Regions from separate parts of the Sus scrofa genome. Here all the other regions are linked to region 4. A link is a contact called in public HiChIP or PLAC-seq data. All regions are on one chromosome and are shown on one strand. The core of a region is the stretch at or near the end of the contact, and the rest is flanking DNA. Distances in the headings are between cores, read along the strand shown. Region 1 overlaps C14H12orf49 (UPF0454 protein C12orf49 homolog). Region 2 overlaps C14H12orf49 (UPF0454 protein C12orf49 homolog). Region 3 overlaps C14H12orf49 (UPF0454 protein C12orf49 homolog). Region 4 overlaps C14H12orf49 (UPF0454 protein C12orf49 homolog).

Region 1 (4,660 bases), core at 1,950-4,449, 220 kb before region 4:
GTATTTTTCATGGTTAGGATTTTGTGTGTATGTGGTGAAAACACTTAAGATAGATGTTTTTTAGCAAAGTTGAGATATGCAATACAGTACTATTAACTAGCAGTATTATTGCCTAGGTCCCCTAACTTATTCATTTTCTAAATGAAAGTTTGTACCCTTTGACCAACATCTCCCCATTTCTTGCACTCCTCAGCCCCTGGCAACCACCATCCTAATTCTGCTCTCTGTTTCTGCAAGATCCACCTTTTCAGATTCCACATTTAAGTGAATGCAATGTGCATGCAATATTTGTATTTCTGTGTCCATTTTATTTCAGTTAGCATAATGTCTTCCAGGTTCTTGTTGTTGCAAATGGCAAGATCTCCTTTTTATGGCCTAATAATATTCCATTGTGTATGCCACATTTTCTTTAGCCGTCCATATGTCAGTAGACACTTGGGTTGTCTCTATATTATGGCTATTGTGAATAATGCTTCAGTGATCAGGAAAGTGCACATGTCTCCTCAAGATCCTGATTTTATTTCCTTTGGATGGGAATGCTGGGTCATATGGTAATTCTGTGTTTAGTTTTTTGAGGAAGGAGGTGGCCTTTTTAAAAAGGAGAGAGCTATCCTAGCCAATATGGGGATGGAAACATTTCATTGGAAAAGGAAAGAAAATTCTTTTTTAACAGCCTGGTGGAACTTGAACTAAGTCCCAAGCCATCAATGAATGAAATACTAAAGAAAATTCCCATCTACCTAACCATGTATCCACCTATCTATCCATTCACTTATCCATCCATCCATCTATCCACTCATCCATCCATCTACCTATGCATATATCCATCCATCTACCCATCCTCCATCCGTCCATCCATCCATCCAACCATCCAATTGCTCACTCATTCTTTTAGCAAGCAGTTATGGAGTACCTGCCATATGTTTGTACCTCATCCTGAGATTAAGCCTAGCTCAGCTCTGTGGTTCTTCCTGGGACCAGTGCCACCCAAATGACATACAAGTAGCATCTGGAGATGGGATCCAGAAGGTGGGCTTGGGAGTCCTGGACAACAACTCTTGGGACCTTTAGTGAGGTTTGCGACATATTTGGCCAGGGTAAGGGGTACAGTTTGTGGCTGAAAACAGAGTTTTTCTCTGAATAAGTCAAACGAGCCTGTCTGGGATCAAATCCATGAGGGCTGGACAATCTGGTCCCAGCAAATTAAAACAACATGGGCACCAGCCAGCTACATTTTTGAAAACAGTATTTGTGTTGTTTTAATCAAGGACACCACCTCCTCTGTCCTCTGCTCTTAACAACAAGCTCTGAATTGAAATGGGGCAGAATTTATGAGAAAAGAAAACAATTTAGGGGCATCCTGGCACAAACTCATTTTCCTTCTCATCAGCTTCACAATTTAGGGACCTGTCTTTATCTCATGTTGCCCTTCTGTCTGCCAGCTTATGAGATTAATGAGCCCATGTCTTAAGTGATATAAGAACAACACTGCTCTTTCCATATGGAGCTGAACCCAACCTGTTGGAGAGCCCCTCTTAACCAGGGTCTTGGTTCCTGCAGTGACTGTGGGCAGCCAAGGGGGGCAACTTGAACCCCAGGCTGGGTCTGTGTATTAACTATGTCTTATTTCCTGTATTCTGATGCTTTGAACATCTTGGGACCTTGCTACCCAGTAGGGATTGCCGCTCCCCGGCTTAGCCAACTCTTGGGTATAATGAACAGTTCACTAGGAAGCATACCTTTCAAATGCAAACCAAGTGATCCAGAGCTCCTGGTCTCCACTCCTCTCCTTTCTGGGGCTCTCACCCTCTGAGCTACAACCCACCTGCCCTTTTCACCCCAGGGCACACAACCTGGGGACAGCACCTAGGCCTGAGATCTTCCTGAGATTATTCAAACTAGCCTATCCTGAGCCTGATTGCCCTACCTCACCCACTCCTTCCAGGAGAAACTGGTAAAAGTTCTTGTGTGTGTTTTTCCCTTGTTGCCTTTGCCTCCAGACTGACCCTGATGCTTCCCCATGTGATCCTACGGAGAAGGCCATGCCTCCTGTCTCTAGGAATCTGTGGATGTAATAAAATTATTTCTTCATGACAATCATTTCAGTGTCATTGTCTTACCAAACTTGCTTAAAACAAACCCCAGGTACCCTTAAGATGCTTGCTCTTTCTATGTGACTGTGGGGCAGGTTGCGGTGCTCTTACCTGCAGCCTCCTCTTCTATAAAATGGGGGCAGTGACATCAGGTGGTTGTGGGGGTTGAGTAGGTGACAAGTGATTTCCCAGCCTCCAGTAGCATCTCTTCAAAGCCTCTCTTTATCCCACCCTCCCCATTCTCCTTTCTTTATAACATTTATTTGTTTTTGAAATGACTCCTTTCTTCCTTGCCTGCCTCCCCCTGCTGGAATGAAAGCTTTGGTTTAATGATGAACACCTAGACCAGTGCCTGGCACACAGTAGGTGCTCACTTAATAGTACGGAATGCATGTGAACACTCCTAGCATTCGTATGTACACGTGTGCTCATTATCTTCCTTCCTTCTTGGGATCCTCTTGCATGAACTGGCATAGAATCGGGTCACTTTACAGACTGGAATCTGTTGAGGGAGATTCTTGTCCTTTCTGCTGGCCTGTAATGCTTTGTGCTTGTGTGGAGGCTCTTGTCCAAGATGCTCAGAGCACTTTATAAACATTCATGATGTAAACGGTGTGCTTTGTTTGCAGCAGGTGGGGCGTGATTTGCTGAAGCAGGATAGTTCCCCAGTGAAGCCAAACCTGTTCTGGAAGTGAGTGGAAAGTTTAAGCACAGTCAGAGACGTTAGGGGCCATTGGGCCATTTGCCCAGTGACGTCCAGTGGGCGGTCAGGACAGCAGAGATTCCTGGAAGATAGCCCCTCACCCCTAGGAACCCCTCCCTCCCTTCACAGCCTTGTGCCCTGGAGCAGGTATTGTTTTGCTCCTTTAGCAGAGCTTCCGGAATCAAGTTAAGAGGATTCTCCTGCTGCCAGGAGGCTCCTTGCATGGATTTATTGAGCCTCCACTTAGCTGAGGCATTGAGGCCACAAGTCATATGGTACTAACGCTCATTTATTCATCAGAGCATTTTGAGTATCCAGATTGGGCAAGGGCTGTGGATACAGGGGTGAGGAACCCCATGGGGGGACAGTGACTCTCACAGAGGAAGTACTTAACTATGCACACACAACACTGGATCTGTAGGAGCCCAGAGAAGAGGGTTGAGTCAGGACAGGCTTCTTGCGGGGGTAATGCTTCTGCTGACACCCAGCAGTCTTTTAGTTGTAGGTTACAAAACTCCAACTCAAACAGGCTTAAGGAGTAAAGAAAAATCCATTGACTCACAAAATGGGCAAATCCAGGAGGATCTAGCTTCAGGCAGATTGGATCCAGAGGCTTAGATGAGAACTCCATCTCTTGGTGCCTTTTCTCTCATTGCACTGGCCTCATTTCCTTCAATCATAAGCAGAATTTCCCCGACTTGGCGGAACAGGTAGGAATCGCAAGCTCCCAGTTCCGATTCTTCTCCTTCTATTTGTATATTTACTTAACCAGTATTTACTGAGTGGTGAACAAGACAATGTCATAGAGATTTAGCAAACAGATAAATGTATGTTTATGTGCCAAAGAGACATGTGCAAGAATATTCATTATAACATTGTTTATGCTAACTGAAGACTGGAAACAACTTAAGTGGCCACCAGTAAGCGGCTGGGTGAGTAAATTGTGCAATAGAAGACTGGACAGCCCTTTGGAAGAATGAGGTAGATTTATATCAGTAGTTCCCACTCAGGGCAGCTTTACTGCCCCACCCCCACCCCCCTTCAGAGGACATTTACCAAAGTCTGGAGACATTTTCAGTGGTCATAATTGAGGGCGAAGGGGCAGCACTACTGGCATCTAGTGAGGGGAGGCCAGGGATGCTGCTAAACATCCTACAATGCACAGTGCAGCCCCTACAACAAAGAATTACGCAGCCTATCATATCAGCAGTGTCAAGATTGAGAAACCCTGATCTGTACCTGCTGATACAGAAATCTTCAAGATAAGTTAAAAAAAAAAAAAAAGCACAGTGGAAAACAATAAATATAGCAGACTACCATTTGTGCAAAACAAGGAACATATCTATATATGTGCTTATATATGAATAGAATTATCTCTGGACGAATAAATAAGAGTGGGGTGTTGTATCTTGTGAAGGCCTGGGGGAGAGATGTGGAAGAGAGATTTATTTTCATTGTACAGCTTTTTTTTTTTTTAACCGTTTGAATATTTTTAAACCACATACATAGGTTCTTAAAAAAAAAAATTAAAGTATAAAAAGGATGAAAGTTTGCCTAAACCCTCCCCACATTCCCTGCCTGACCCCGTCCTAGCCATCCATGTCTTCTCTCTTTGAGATGATTAGGTTAAGGGCAATCCCACAAAGTCACAATTGGAAGAGATCTTAGAGATCATCCAATCTTAGCAGTCATCAAAGAGGTTGTGGAAATGCCGGATTAAACACATTTAAGTGGGTCTTTTCTGGAGGACCCAGAATGCAAGAGTGTGAATGGTAGACCTCTGAGGGGACAAGGCGTACAGAATTCGCAGATGTCCTTGACTCCTTTAGCAGTGCCTTAAAGTGGTCATAACAGAGCACCATGA
Region 2 (4,570 bases), core at 1,024-3,523, 180 kb before region 4:
CACTCGGGAAGCTGGCTTTGGCAGGATGTGATCAGCTCAGCCAGGGAATAAGGTCTGTTAGTCAACTAGTGAAGCAAGTCAGCAAAGGGAATACCCAGCCCTATCCAGCCCACCCTGCTGGGGAGGCACGGCTCTGTGCCATCCCCCTGGTTATTAGTATAATCATGGCAACTAATAATTATATTTATAGAACAAAATCCCTTCCACAAATCCAAGGCACTTGACAAAATATACAATGCAGCTGTTATAATTTTTTTGCTTTTTAAATATGGTCTCAAATCATTTTTTTCCTGACCCAGCATGTTTTAATGGAATTCTAAGTTGTATTCCATACATTCATGCTTAGAAAGGATCATCTTTATTGACTGATTGAAGACATCTGTTTTAGACAGATGCTGTGCTGGGCATTTGAGGGACCCAAATACCATAAGGAGGTATAGAGATTTTAGGGAAGTGTAGAGACTTCAGGGCCACATAGGATGGGGTGTGATAAATGGGGAGTTTATCTGGAGGATATTGGTCCGAGGGGCAGAGAGGAGTAGCCAGAGCAGACAGGTCTGTGATCTCTCACCAGCTGGCACTGAGTACACGTAGTACATATAACCCTGGACACCCAGACAAGGCTGGACACATGTGGAACAGCTGATTCTGTGAGGATCAGGGATATACCTGTAAACATCCATTCACCAGGGCTTGCCCTTTGCACCATAGAGGTTGCCCTAGTAATGAATTTATTCATATAGCCATTCATTCACTCATCCATGAAAGCCACAAGTATTTACTGATTTCTTTAAGATGTGCCAAGTCAAGGCCATGTGCTGGGGACACAGAGGTGACCAAAATCAACTTGCCTTTCTTCCTAAAGTTTCCATTCCTGCGGGACAGACAGCCGTTAAACAAATGCCTAAGAAACACACAATACAATAAAGAACAATCAAATAAATACACATATGAGAATCTTCCTGCCCCTCTTTAACTGATCTCCCACTTTATGTCAAGTGCTATGGGGGCCACAAATTTGAATGAATGAATGCCTTGTGCAGCAAAACCCCAAGGACCAGCCAGAACTCCTGACAGAAAGAGGCCAGACAGAGGTGACAATGGCTCTTTGCAGTTTACACGGCACTTTTTACACCATGGGCACTCTGGATCCTGCCAGCGAGACTGGCTGGCTGCTTAGGAGTTATTCTCTCCACTTCCCACGGGAGGAATCCTAGGCCCTCAGAGATAAAGGGACTGGCTGCCTGAGATCAAACAGCTAGAAAGGCCAGGAATGCTATGCCTATTTTTGCAATGACCAAAGCAAGGCAAGGTGGCCATTTTATTTTCCCAAAGTCACACTATATGTCAGAGCAGAGGAAACATAGGGCAAAATTCCACGCTGAAGGAGAACAGGCGATCTTGAGACAAGCATGTCTCATAAAGTAGAGATTGAGGGAGATTTTAACACAGGGCATGAATTCCAATTCACATCTCTCCAAACAGGACCTCTCCTCTCAGCCTCCCCATGGGTGGGTTTAAGTTTGGCTAGAGCATGATCTGAAGTCACTAACATTTATTGACCCCTCTGATATTCCCAGACATCATAATATTAAAACTCCCATTTTCCAGATGAAGAGATTGAATCCCTGACCACACACAACTAGACAGCAGCAGAACCAGAATTTCAACTGTGGTCCGTCTGATACTGGGACCTGTGGAGCCTCTGATGCCCAGAGCTGCCTCCCTGCAGGGGGCCTAGGAGTCCTGGCAACAGGATGCTGGGGGGAGGTGGCCTGGGGAGGCAGGGCTGGGGGTTTGAGGCTGCAGTACTGCCCAGGAATGCAGCCCAGCCCGCCCACTTTTTAACAAGGTGGCATCCCTGACAGACACCCTTGTCCTTTTCCTGTGCTGGCCTTCATAACACAATAAATAAACCCTTAGAGAAACGTGACCTGAGCCAGGCAGTAAATGATGGCACTGTCAGTTGTACACGACTGTTGAAACAAACACAGACTGTAATCATCGTGCTGTACGGGGAGAAAGACATTTGGCAAATGAGATTCCATTTTCACATTGGTTTGTGCTGAGCATATAAATTTCCTGCGGGCCGGCCAGCGTTGGGGATGTGTAATTGATTGCCTGCATTATAATAAACAAGCCGTGACAGGTGATCATTCATCATATTCCGCTGAACGTTCCAGCACACCAGAAAACGGAGGAAGAGAGGGAACGCGCGAGCGAGGGGAGAGGAGAGGAGGAGCCTGGGGGAGGGGAGAGGGTCGGAAAGACTGAGTATTCCCGACAGACAGAAAGCCAGGGAAGGGGCGGGGAGAGAATCCGCTGAGAGGGCGCGGGGAAAGTGAAAGCAATTACTATAATTCTTTTGATTATCTAATTTGTTCTTTCTGGTCTTCGTTATGTGACCCTCCCCCCACCCCAGTCCGACATAGGAGGTCCCCCTCGGGGACTTGGGAAGACACAGAGAATGCTCCTCCCAAGACTGAGCAGAGGAAGGGAAAGGCGAGGTGGGGGAGGGGCCGCGTCTAGTTGTAAGCGGAGTAGATACACGTTAGGGAAAACCTCGGGAGGAGGGTGGGTGTGTGTGTCCGAGTGTGTGCTGAACTCAGTTTCGCGTTTGCGTTGTGATGACTCCAATCAGATGGATAGGAACCAGTCTCTTTAAATTAAAAAAAAAAAGGGTGTTTTTTTAAAAAGCTGAAAAGTACCTTTTATTGGAGAAAAGGACAAAATCCAAGTTGGCATTGGATCTGGTTCCAGAAGCCCGTCATACGGTGCTCTCCCTCCTCCCCCTCGTCCTCCCCTCACTTTCTCCCCCCCACCCCAGCCCCAGTCTCCCTCTGCCCTTGGCCCGGGGCTGGGGTCGAGCAGGAGCTGTTGGGAAGCACCCTCCTCTCCAGGCGCTTCAACCTAGACAGACGCCAGGCGGAAGCACATTGGCGTATGAAGGACAGAAAGACAAATGAAGAGCTCTTGAGCCAGCGCACGCATTAAATAAGTACTTACATTATGCAAAAGCCAAGGCCCTCAACAAGGGAGTGAGTGAAGAGAAGGGACAGGGAGGGATCCATCTCCCCGGTTCTCACCCTGCCAGTTTCTAGCCCTCCTATCCTCACCCATCAAACTCCCTCTCATCCCCGCCAGGGTACCAAATACTTAGCGCAGGTGGGAGCCGCCAAGCCAGGGGAGCTGAGAGTTGAGGGGGCGTAGCCCGCGCTAAAATCTGGGGCGGGGTCTGGGTGGGGCTTAGCTGGGGGCGGAGTCCGCGCTGGAGGGGACAGGGTGAGTACAGAGTGATGGGCGACTTTGCTTCTTATCTAGAGCCCTCCGTCTTTTTATCCTAGCCTTAACAACTGTAATTTGTTACCTTCGAGATTATTATAAAGTCACTGCCTTTGGAGAATCTGTTCAAGAGACCCGTCTTCTAAAAGCTGTGACATCAGCCTCAGCCGTGTGGGCTGCCTTCCCTGGGTGATCTATACAGTCTTTGAAAGATTAACAGCTCCTTTGGGGCTCCCAAGAATCCCGGAAGAAAGCTACGGCAGGTGCTGTTTTCTCGATACGCTCATTTCTTCCAATCTCCACATAACAATTTATGAAGTAGGTCTTAGGGCCCCGATTTTTTTTTACAGAGGAAGAAATGGAGGCACAAAGAAATGAAGCTACTTGCTTAAGATCTGGCAGCAAAAAGAATAAAAAATTGAATCCAAGGGTCTTCTTCCAGCATGCTTTTCAGACCCCCAATGAGGACACATACTTTCTCCCTTCAAGCCCCATGAATGATAAGTGCACAAATATATTTGTGGGAGCAATGCTGAGTCTGGGTTGATGGTGACTCCACTCCTTCATCAAGCTCTCTTGCTTTTACCTACTACATATCACTCCAATCTGCCCCCTTCTCTACACCACTACTGTGCCCCCCGGTCCAAGCCATCTTGCTCCTGGACCATGGCTCCCGCCTCCTCACAGCTCCCTGTCCTAACACTGTTGCCCATTTCCATCCATTTCCCACCAGCAGTCGTGATGATGTGTTCATTGTTCTGAGCCTGAAAACACCATCCAGGTCTTTTACCAGCTGGCTCAGCCTACCTCCCTAGCTCCATCTTTTTATTAGTGTTAGTATTATTATTACACATAACATTTACCATTTTAATGATGTTAGAGTATACAATTCAGTGACATTAAATAATTCACACTGTTGTGTAGCCATCACCCACACAACAACAGAAGTCACTTCCCATCCTGCCCTCCCTCCGCCCCTGGCAACCACCAATATGCTTTTTGTCTCTATGGGTTTGCCTAGTCTGGAAATTTCATATAAACGAAATCCTACAATATGTGATCTTTTATGACTTCTTTCACTTAGCATTATGTTTTCAATGTCCATGTTGTAGCAACTTCATTCCTTTTGATGGTTGAATAATATTCCGCTGTATGGATAGACTACCTTTTGTTTATTCATTGGTGAATATTTAGGTTGTTTCCAACTTTGGGCTATTGTGAATAGTGCCTCTATGAATATTTGTGTACAAGTGTTTGTTTGAACATTTGTTTTCTATTCTTTGGGGTA
Region 3 (4,077 bases), core at 920-3,419, 200 kb before region 4:
GGGGTGGAAGAGAGGTAATCTCCCAAAGGTTAATTGGGATGCTGTCACCAAAATATGGTGTCATAGATGCTGAACTTCCAAAAACAACAGACATTTACTACACAAATATCAAACACTGGTAGATAAGAGCTATCAAGTATAGCCTCATCCAAGAACAACTTTGCATGTACTACCTTACTTAATCCTTACAACTGTATCAGGGCGGAAGCTCATAAAGACGTGGCTTTATGATGGTTTTCCAATTCCAGCTCCCAACCTTGTGTGACTCAAGGTGGTGCCTCCTGTTCCCAGGCACCTCATGTATTGCGCTATCAGCTCTGGGCTTTCTTTCCTTCTTTGTTTTTGACCCCTGGGAATTTCCCTGATTTCCTTAGAAAGTTATTATTTATTTCCTTAGAAAGTTATTCCTTAACAGTAATTATTATATTATTTATTTTATTTTATTTTGTTTTCCCACTGTACAGCAGGGGATCAAGTTATCCTTACATGTATCCATTACATTTTATTTATTTATTTATTTATTTATTTTTATTTTATTTATTTATTTTTTTGCTTTTTAGAGCCGCAGCATATGGAAGTTCCCAGTCTAGGGGTTGAATCAGAGCTACAGCCACAGCAACTCAGGATCCCAGCCGCTCCTATGACCTACACCACAGCTCATAGCTATGCCAGATCCTTAACCCACTGAGGGAGGCCAGGGATCCTCATGAATCCCAGTCAGGTGCATTACTACTAAGCCATGGTGGGAACTCCCAGTAATTATTCTTTTCAACATTCCTGTTTAGTAGGAGGAGGATTTCAGTTCATCTCCCCATTGTACACCTGAGGAAACTGAGGCCCAGAGAAGTTAAATGGCTGACCCCAGGCCATGCAGGTAGTAAGTGGCAGAGCCAGTATTCAGACCCATTTTCTAACACACCACGTTCAGCTACCTCAGTGAATGGTGGCTGGTTAATGAGGTCACACACCTGCATCTCTGTCTGTGGCAGAGTCTTATCTCGAACTAAGGAGCCCAGCTCCTCCCTAGACCCCGGAGTCCTTGAGGCACCATCCTACTTCCTGGTAATTACTAAGACCAAAAGAAAGGGAGCCTCAGTGTTTATATAAGGCACCTTGCAACCGAGATGCTGAGAATGTGTCTTCAGTCTGGACGAGGGGAAAGGGGCAGTGGGGAGAAGATCTGGCAAATGGAAGCCATGGGTGTTAGTTCCCCGTGGTTTCCATAGCACATCCTTGTGTTCCTGTCCTGGAGCTGCATGACTGCAATCTTCCTCCATCTTCACCTGGCCTTCCCATTGGGTTTCTATGTCTCCTCTGCGAGTCCAGTCTTTGCCTCACTCTTATAAGGACACCTGTCATTGGATGTAGAGCCCATCCAGGTATTGCAGGATGACCTTGTCTTGAGATCCTTACATCTGTTACATCTGTAAAGACTTAAAGACACTTCTCCCAAGTAGGGTCACATTCATGGGTTCAGGGGGGTTCAGATACTGACATCTCTCTTTTGGGGGGACGCTACTTAACCTGCTACTGTGAAAAAGCTGCCAAACTCTGCTCCATCTCTGAGCTGTGTCTGATGAAGCGAGAGCCACAGGGTTGGTTGAGTGAGCGAGCTGTGGTGGGTTTTTGACGGTGCATCTTTTGTTGTTTTGTATTTTTCTCATTTGTTTTGAGGTTTTCTGCCCTCTTTTCTGGAAGGTGTAGGATGCTCAGTGCTGGGCTCTGTGGTTATTTTCGCCCAACAGCTGTGTTTCCGGTGAGCAGCTGGGGGATGCTTCTGACTCAGCAGAACTGTAGCAGTAACCGTCAAGAAGCTGTTCAAGCAAGGCTAGAAATAAAGAAGCAGTTTCTTCCCCTGCGTCCCCTCCTCCTTTCACTTCCCCACCCGCGGGGACCTTTTGAAAGTCTCAACAAAGCACTTCTGAAAAAACCACTGCTTCGACCAGTACGCTCAAGGCCCTGGTGAAGGTAGCCCTCAGCTAGGCTTTCTGAAGGCAGATGGATTCCAAAAAAGACTCTGCCAAACCAGCCTGGCTTTGTGTTTCAAAGGCCCCTCCCAAGATGCCCCCACCCCCTCCCCACGCGGCTTGTGTCTCACAAGTTTCCCACAGGTCTGAGCAGTGAAAGCAGAGGCGGTCGGGACTTCTGTGGTTTTCCAAGGTGTGGCCACAAGGGCCAGGGTATCTCCGTTCTGCAGCCTGTCTGTTTTTAAAAGGTAATGATTTCACCCTGGGCCTGGGAGGCAGCTCCAAAATTCTTCCCACTGGAGAGAGGCCCTGGAAGTCCTGCCCGCGTCAGGAAGGGAACCAACCGGAAAAAAATCCACGTCTTGGAGAGCCAACCCCTGTGCATGCTGGTGCCTGCAAAAGGCTTACGGGAGAGCAAGACAGCTGCATTCTGAGCCCTGTTGCTGCTGTTCCGAGAAAGAAAGGAACAAATAAATTTAGCTCCGTCCTACGCATCCTTCACAGCTGCTTATTGACCAAACAGAAAGAGACCTTTATTTCAACCCTGGCTTCTCAGCTTTTTTGCCTGATGAAGTCTGCCATGGCCCTTTACAAGAGGCCTTTCTAGGAGGTGACTGACCCCAGTCGCCTTTAGCTCCCAGCTAGAGGTTTTACAAGAAGCTCAAGTTCAAGGTGTTAGGTGCCTTTTGCCTTCCTGAAACAAAATGGCGGCCGTAAATGTTTCCATATGGGCCTCAGCTCCTAGAATTTCTAATGTATTTCTTTGGAAGGCTTGACTGCTCTGAGGCCAGCCTAGAGCTCCCAGAGCCATTCGTTTAATAGCACCATTTGTGGAAATAAAGAACTCGCTGACTGGGTTTGCAAGTTAAGAGATTGGAACAAAGCACTGAAGAGGTGTCATGGGGCTCACCAGCATGGAGGGGTTCCTCTGGGATGGGGAGTGGGGGCAGCAAGCCGAGAACTTCAGTCAGACAGATCCGGATTCAAGTCCTAGCTCTGCTACCTAAGAGCAGGGGACTGATTGGAGTTCCTGTAGTGGCACAGTGGTTAACAAATCCGACTAGGAAACATGAGGTTGTAGGGTTGGATCCCTGGCCTCGTTCAGTGGGTTAAGGATCCAGCATTGCCTTGAGCTGTGGTGTAGGTTGCAGACATGGCTCAGATCTCGTGTTGCTGTGGCTCTGGTGTAGGCCGGCGGCTACAGCTCTGATTTGACCTGGGAACCTCCATATGCCGCAAGAGCGGCCCTAGAAAAGGCAAAAAGACCAAAAAAAAAGAAAGAAAGAAAGAAAAGAGCAGGGGCCTGATAGCCAAGGAGAGCCAGTTCCTCACCTGGAAGCAAGGTGTTAGCCATGGCATTGAGCCTCTCTGAGCCTCGTGAAGCAGCAGTCATGATATAGGACTGTCATGACTGATGTGACATCATGTACTGAACATGCCCAACCTGGTCCTGAGGTGCCCGGATGGCATGCAGTGCATCTGGTTCACCTGCCTAGCCCATTTCCCTTGCTGTCTGGTCAGGCATTCCACTCTGTCTTCTCTATAAGGATTTGAGGCTCACCTTACTCAAGTTTGGCCCGGGCTTATGGCCCAGGCCTGATCACGGAGACTCTTGCACACCCCTGGCTATAGTGACTAGTTCCTGGATGTGCATTAGACCCAAGCACAGGGCATCAGGGTTGTCTTTAGGGATGTTGGTGGAATTATTGGGGTGAAGAAAATCTTTCTGCTGGGTTTCCAAGTGGACACATTTTAAACATAGTGCTGCCGGTGGCTCTCTTTACATAAAGGAAGGGAGACTCTGCCTGAGAAGGAAGCAGCACAGAGGGAGATGTACATGGAGGGACCGTTCTGACCATCTCAGCCCCTCTATCCATCACCACGTGAACTTCACAGTTATATGGGCCAAAGCCCTTTTTGGTTTAAGCTACTCTGAGTTATGTTCTCTCTCTTTCTTGGAATCAGATGAAGCCTAAGTATTGCATACCTCAATACGTACTTTTTGAACTTGGATTTACTTGTGGCCTCATCCAGAACCAAGAGGTTTGCAGAGGACTGCTCAGTGCCCCTCCAAGAAGGAGAGTCTGCGAAGTCTGTCTTGTGGTACACT
Region 4 (4,136 bases), core at 182-2,681:
ACAGCTCTGATATAAAAACCATAGAAAAGATTGGCAGTCAAGAAACAAAAGCGTTAACTGATTTGCCTCAGGGTAGTGAAGTCGTGAGTGGTTCATCCCCCCAGTTTCTGTATATATTTTTCTATGCTTTCCAGTCTGTCTACAATACTCATTTTTATGATCAAAGCAAAGCATAAAGTAAAAGCCAGAGGAAGACTGGGTAGTTTTGCAGGTTACGGTTTCTTATTATATAGACAGATCCTGGCAGTAAAGGATGAAGTGAGGCAAACCAGGGCCATTTGCAGAGTGAAAGGATGAAAACCGAGTCTTGAAGGATGCTTGTCCTCCAGAGGTAGCCGTGCAGTCTCAGCACAGCTGGCTGCCAAGGAGAAAATGGACAGAATCCTCCAGCTACGTAGTTGGAAACTCAAGCTGTATGGCTTTGAGCAAAAGAAACCACTCTGACCTTCGATTTTTCCTCTGTTACATGAGAATAATAATGTCTAGTACATAAGGTTGAAATTCTCTCAATGACATATTTTTCTTGAGTACTTACTGTCGTAAGGGCTAAAGATGCAACAGTGATCAAAGAAACAAGGTCCCTGTCCTGCAGCACATTCATTCTAGTAGCAGGGAGATGAGCTGATTATTGGGGGAGCAGCAGGAGCAAAGGTCCTGGGACAGACAATAGCTTGACATTTTATATCAGAGAGCAGTTCTTATGTGTCTGGAGCTTAGTGAGTAGGTAGAGAGTGGGAGCAGATGGGGAGAGGTAGGCAAGGGGCAAGCTTGGCAGGCCAGGGCAAGAAACTTTGATTTCATTCTAAATACAATGAGAAGCCACTTAAGGGTTTTTAGCCACAGACTAGCATGATCTGATTTAGAGTTTATGTCTTAAAAAGGCCACTTTGCTGCCATGTAGAGAATGGATTGTAAGATTGCATGAGACGATCAATACACAGAAGCACTTAACATTGGGTCTGGCACAAAGTGTCTTAATAAGTGGTAACTGTTTTTCATTATTATCATCATTATCTTTATTATTATTACTACTCTTTTGTCTGTCTTTGAGCCAGCTGGTGATTCTTGGACCCTTAGTTTCAAGCAATATTGACAAAATATTCTGATAAGCCAGTGAATTTTTCAAATTTGTTTTCCAGGTGTTTTCAAGTCCTCAGAGAGGTGATGATTAGAAGCCAAACACAAGCTGATACCTGTAAACTGCGGGGGGCGGGGGGCGGGGAACGAAGATATTCCTGAATCAGGGGTGAACTCTGGTTATCTTGTAGCTCAGAGACCCTGGGTCTTTATTACAGATTTCAATCTCCACCAAAGTACTGACTGAGCACAGTGCCTGTTGTGAAATCCAGCATATCTGGGTATATTCAAGAATGCCTCCCCTTCTGCTAACTCCTCCTTCCTCAAGACTTGGCTCAGAGATGACTTTCTCTGGGAAGCCTCCTGTGACCTTGCCCCAAGCCACACCCCAACCAAAGCTGTCTTCTCTTCTCTGTGCCCTTGGAACTTGGTCAGAGCCACGCAAAACCCTTCCGCTTTGATTAACGGAAATTTCTTCACCTAAACTCTGAATTCCTAGAGCCACAATAGTTGACATGATAGCTGCCAGCCAAGTGTGGCTATTTAAGTCTGCATTTATATTATGCAAATTTTTTAAAAGTTTATAATCCAGTTCCTCTGTGTCACTAGTTACCTCATTAGCCACTATATCGGACAGCATAGATAGGAAATATTTCTATCATTGCAGAAAGTTCTAGTGGACAGACCTGCTCTGGGGAGGTGGGGCAGGCATCATGTGTTAATATTTGTTAGTTTAGAGCTAGCAGGGTGTTTAAGATGTAGATTTGAGAGGCAGGCAGGACTCAAGTTCAAATTTCAGCTCCTAATATTACTGGATGTGCAATCTTGGCCCAAACAAGTATCCCCCACTTATCAGAAGTTCGCTTTATACCACCTCTCTTCTACGAAAGACCTACATCAGTACCTTTTTGCTCACTGGAAGAAACCTGAAGAGGATTTTCACTTTTATGGAAAAAAGACTAAAAGCCAAAATAGTGTCCAGTGTTTGTTTTGCTGCCCTGTGGTTTATAGAGTCAACACATGCCCCAAGCAGCAAGATGGGCACTGCCAATCTCCTTCCCCGGGAACCACACTCAGCATCTCAGCATCCAGCCACCACAGCTTTGAACTGTATGAGCACCTGTGCTTTATCTCAGTTTATTTTGTACATCCATTGGCAAGATGGGTCCTAAGGTAATTGTTCTTCAATTTAAGCCATTTTGGTTTACAAAGTTGTCACAGGAATGCTCTGCTTTCATATAGCTGGGGAAATTGTACCTACCCCACAGTGTGCCGGTGAAGATTGTATAAGTTAATACATAGGCAGGGCTTGCAACAGAGCCTAACACATAGTCTGCTCCAAGCAAGTGATAGCTTCTATTATCATCATTATCTCCAGCAAAATGACCAGCACATAGTAGACCCCCTTAAATGTTTACTGATTGCCTGAATAAATGAATGAGAGAACAAGTAAATGAATGGACTTCCATTTTGGGCTTTAAGGAAAGCAGCATACCTCTTTTGAAACCAAATAGATTGCCATTAATAATAGCTTCTACTTATTCAGCACTTACTACATACCAGGCGCTGTGCTAAGTGCTTTACACACAACTCTCCCAACAGCCCCATGAGCAAGGGACTGTTATTAACCACCTCCTTTTAGAGAGGAAGAAACTGAGGCTCAGAGATAGGAAGCCAAAGGGTCTAACATTAGTGAGATGTGAAGCCACAGCTCTCTGCCTTGAAGGAGCTCTGACTGCCTCTAGATTATTGGCTGCCGTGATTTCTTCTAGAAATGATCCAATCCCACCCTCTCTGGTTCTGCTCTCTTGGAGGAGGGGGGTCTGGGGCGAAAGCAGGCAGGGCTCTGATGCTCCCATTCTTCCCTGACCCCTGGGGAGGCCAGGGCTCCGCACTGTGAGAACACACCTGCAAGGAGGAAGGCGAGCTGTTCGGTTTTCTTTCCTGTTCACAGAAAGACTTTTGACCCTGATTTCTCAGCTTCTTTTCTTTCCCCATCCATCCCCAGGGCGCCGGCCCTCTGGCCGAGCCCACCCCTCCCCACCACCCCACGCACACCAGCGAGCAATGGCGAGGCCGCAGACAAGGGCGCCTTTCTTCAAAGTGGTTCCCCTTCATCTCATAAATTCTCAGCCCGGGCCTGATTGGCTGCGGCAGCAAGGAGCTAGGCCCCCGCTCGGCTCCCCAGATACAAAGTGAGTTGTGTGCAGTTTCTGCCCACGTGAGGCCAATCACAGGGGCCTGCGCCTCTCAGAAATCCCGGAGGACGAAATACCAGCGAGCCCCCGACACAGGGACTGACTGCCCGACAGAAGGTCACAGGATCAGAATTATCTCTGGCAGGACAAAGGAAGGCAGATAGCTGGGAAAACCAAGACAATGGAGGGGACCTCCCTAGTCACATCTAACCTGGAGACTTGAAGGAGCTTAACCCTTTCCCACCCAAACCTTTTAACTTCAGCCAAATGGGGTCTGTGTACAGACTGGGTCAGTGCCTAAACCTTCAGGGAATGGTCCCCAATTCAACCCATCCTCACGGTTCCTTTTGCCGCTTTCGAGAACTTGCCTTTCCTATGAAGCATGCTTCCAATGTTTCCAATTTTTAGGCACTAAAATTAGTCCAACTGTGCCTTCTAATTCTGTAGACACAACCCAGCTTGTGCAAATGTCCCTCTCTTCCATTTCTGGGTGAATTTTTGCATAGTACAGACTGCCAATTTTGTCGAGTGTTCTTGGGGGAAGATGGAAGTTTCAAATCATCTAGCTGCTTAACCATGAAACAAATGCTGTGGAACGCAAAGTTCTGATTTAGAGAGAAGGCTGCATGTAACACTCTCATGAAAAGAAAAACACAGACAAATGTCTTACATGGATCACTGCAATAGGAGTATGAACTGGAATTTATCAAACACTTACTATAGTCCTGCTTGTTCCCCAGGCTTTTATTTCTTTGCTAGAATTCACAGCTACCTCTCCTCTGAGGTAGATGACCCTTTAGCCCCATTTTATAGATGAGGAAACTCAGGCCCAGTAAGATTAAGTAACTTCCCCAAAGATTC

What was found. HiChIP or PLAC-seq counts read pairs in DNA pulled down with a chosen protein or histone mark.
Region 1: a contact with region 4 is called in an H3K27ac HiChIP or PLAC-seq map of alveolar macrophages. The contact joins two enhancer-like sites. A contact is called at or near these places in 2 of 47 Hi-C or Micro-C datasets (liver and skeletal muscle) and 2 of 2 datasets of contacts at active chromatin or transcription factors (alveolar macrophages and skeletal muscle).
Region 2: an H3K27ac HiChIP or PLAC-seq map of alveolar macrophages shows a contact between it and region 4. The contact joins two enhancer-like sites. A contact is called at or near these places in 2 of 2 datasets of contacts at active chromatin or transcription factors (alveolar macrophages and skeletal muscle).
Region 3: an H3K27ac HiChIP or PLAC-seq map of alveolar macrophages shows a contact between it and region 4. The contact joins two enhancer-like sites. A contact is called at or near these places in 2 of 2 datasets of contacts at active chromatin or transcription factors (alveolar macrophages and skeletal muscle).

What each region holds. Positions count from the first base shown.
Region 1 is chr14:35,814,797-35,819,456 of Sscrofa11.1, forward strand. The region is part of intron 4 of C14H12orf49 (UPF0454 protein C12orf49 homolog); the gene reads left to right. Among named protein-coding and RNA genes, the nearest start is that of C14H12orf49, 110 kb to the left of the region's middle. Within about 2 kb of position 3,200, at least 6 of the 83 cell types and tissues checked have an H3K27ac peak or open chromatin away from gene starts, as enhancers often do. A contact at or near this core is called in alveolar macrophages, where this site is marked.
Region 2 is chr14:35,858,773-35,863,342 of Sscrofa11.1, forward strand. The region is part of intron 4 of C14H12orf49 (UPF0454 protein C12orf49 homolog); the gene reads left to right. Among named protein-coding and RNA genes, the nearest start is that of C14H12orf49, 160 kb to the left of the region's middle. Within about 2 kb of position 2,274, at least 49 of the 83 cell types and tissues checked have an H3K27ac peak or open chromatin away from gene starts, as enhancers often do. A contact at or near this core is called in alveolar macrophages, where this site is marked.
Region 3 is chr14:35,837,767-35,841,843 of Sscrofa11.1, forward strand. All of the region lies in intron 4 of C14H12orf49 (UPF0454 protein C12orf49 homolog), which reads left to right. Among named protein-coding and RNA genes, the nearest start is that of C14H12orf49, 130 kb to the left of the region's middle. Within about 2 kb of position 2,170, at least 27 of the 83 cell types and tissues checked have an H3K27ac peak or open chromatin away from gene starts, as enhancers often do. A contact at or near this core is called in alveolar macrophages, where this site is marked.
Region 4 is chr14:36,041,235-36,045,370 of Sscrofa11.1, forward strand. All of the region lies in intron 5 of C14H12orf49 (UPF0454 protein C12orf49 homolog), which reads left to right. Among named protein-coding and RNA genes, the nearest start is that of MED13L, 19 kb to the right of the region's middle. Within about 2 kb of position 1,432, at least 2 of the 83 cell types and tissues checked have an H3K27ac peak or open chromatin away from gene starts, as enhancers often do. A contact at or near this core is called in alveolar macrophages, where this site is marked.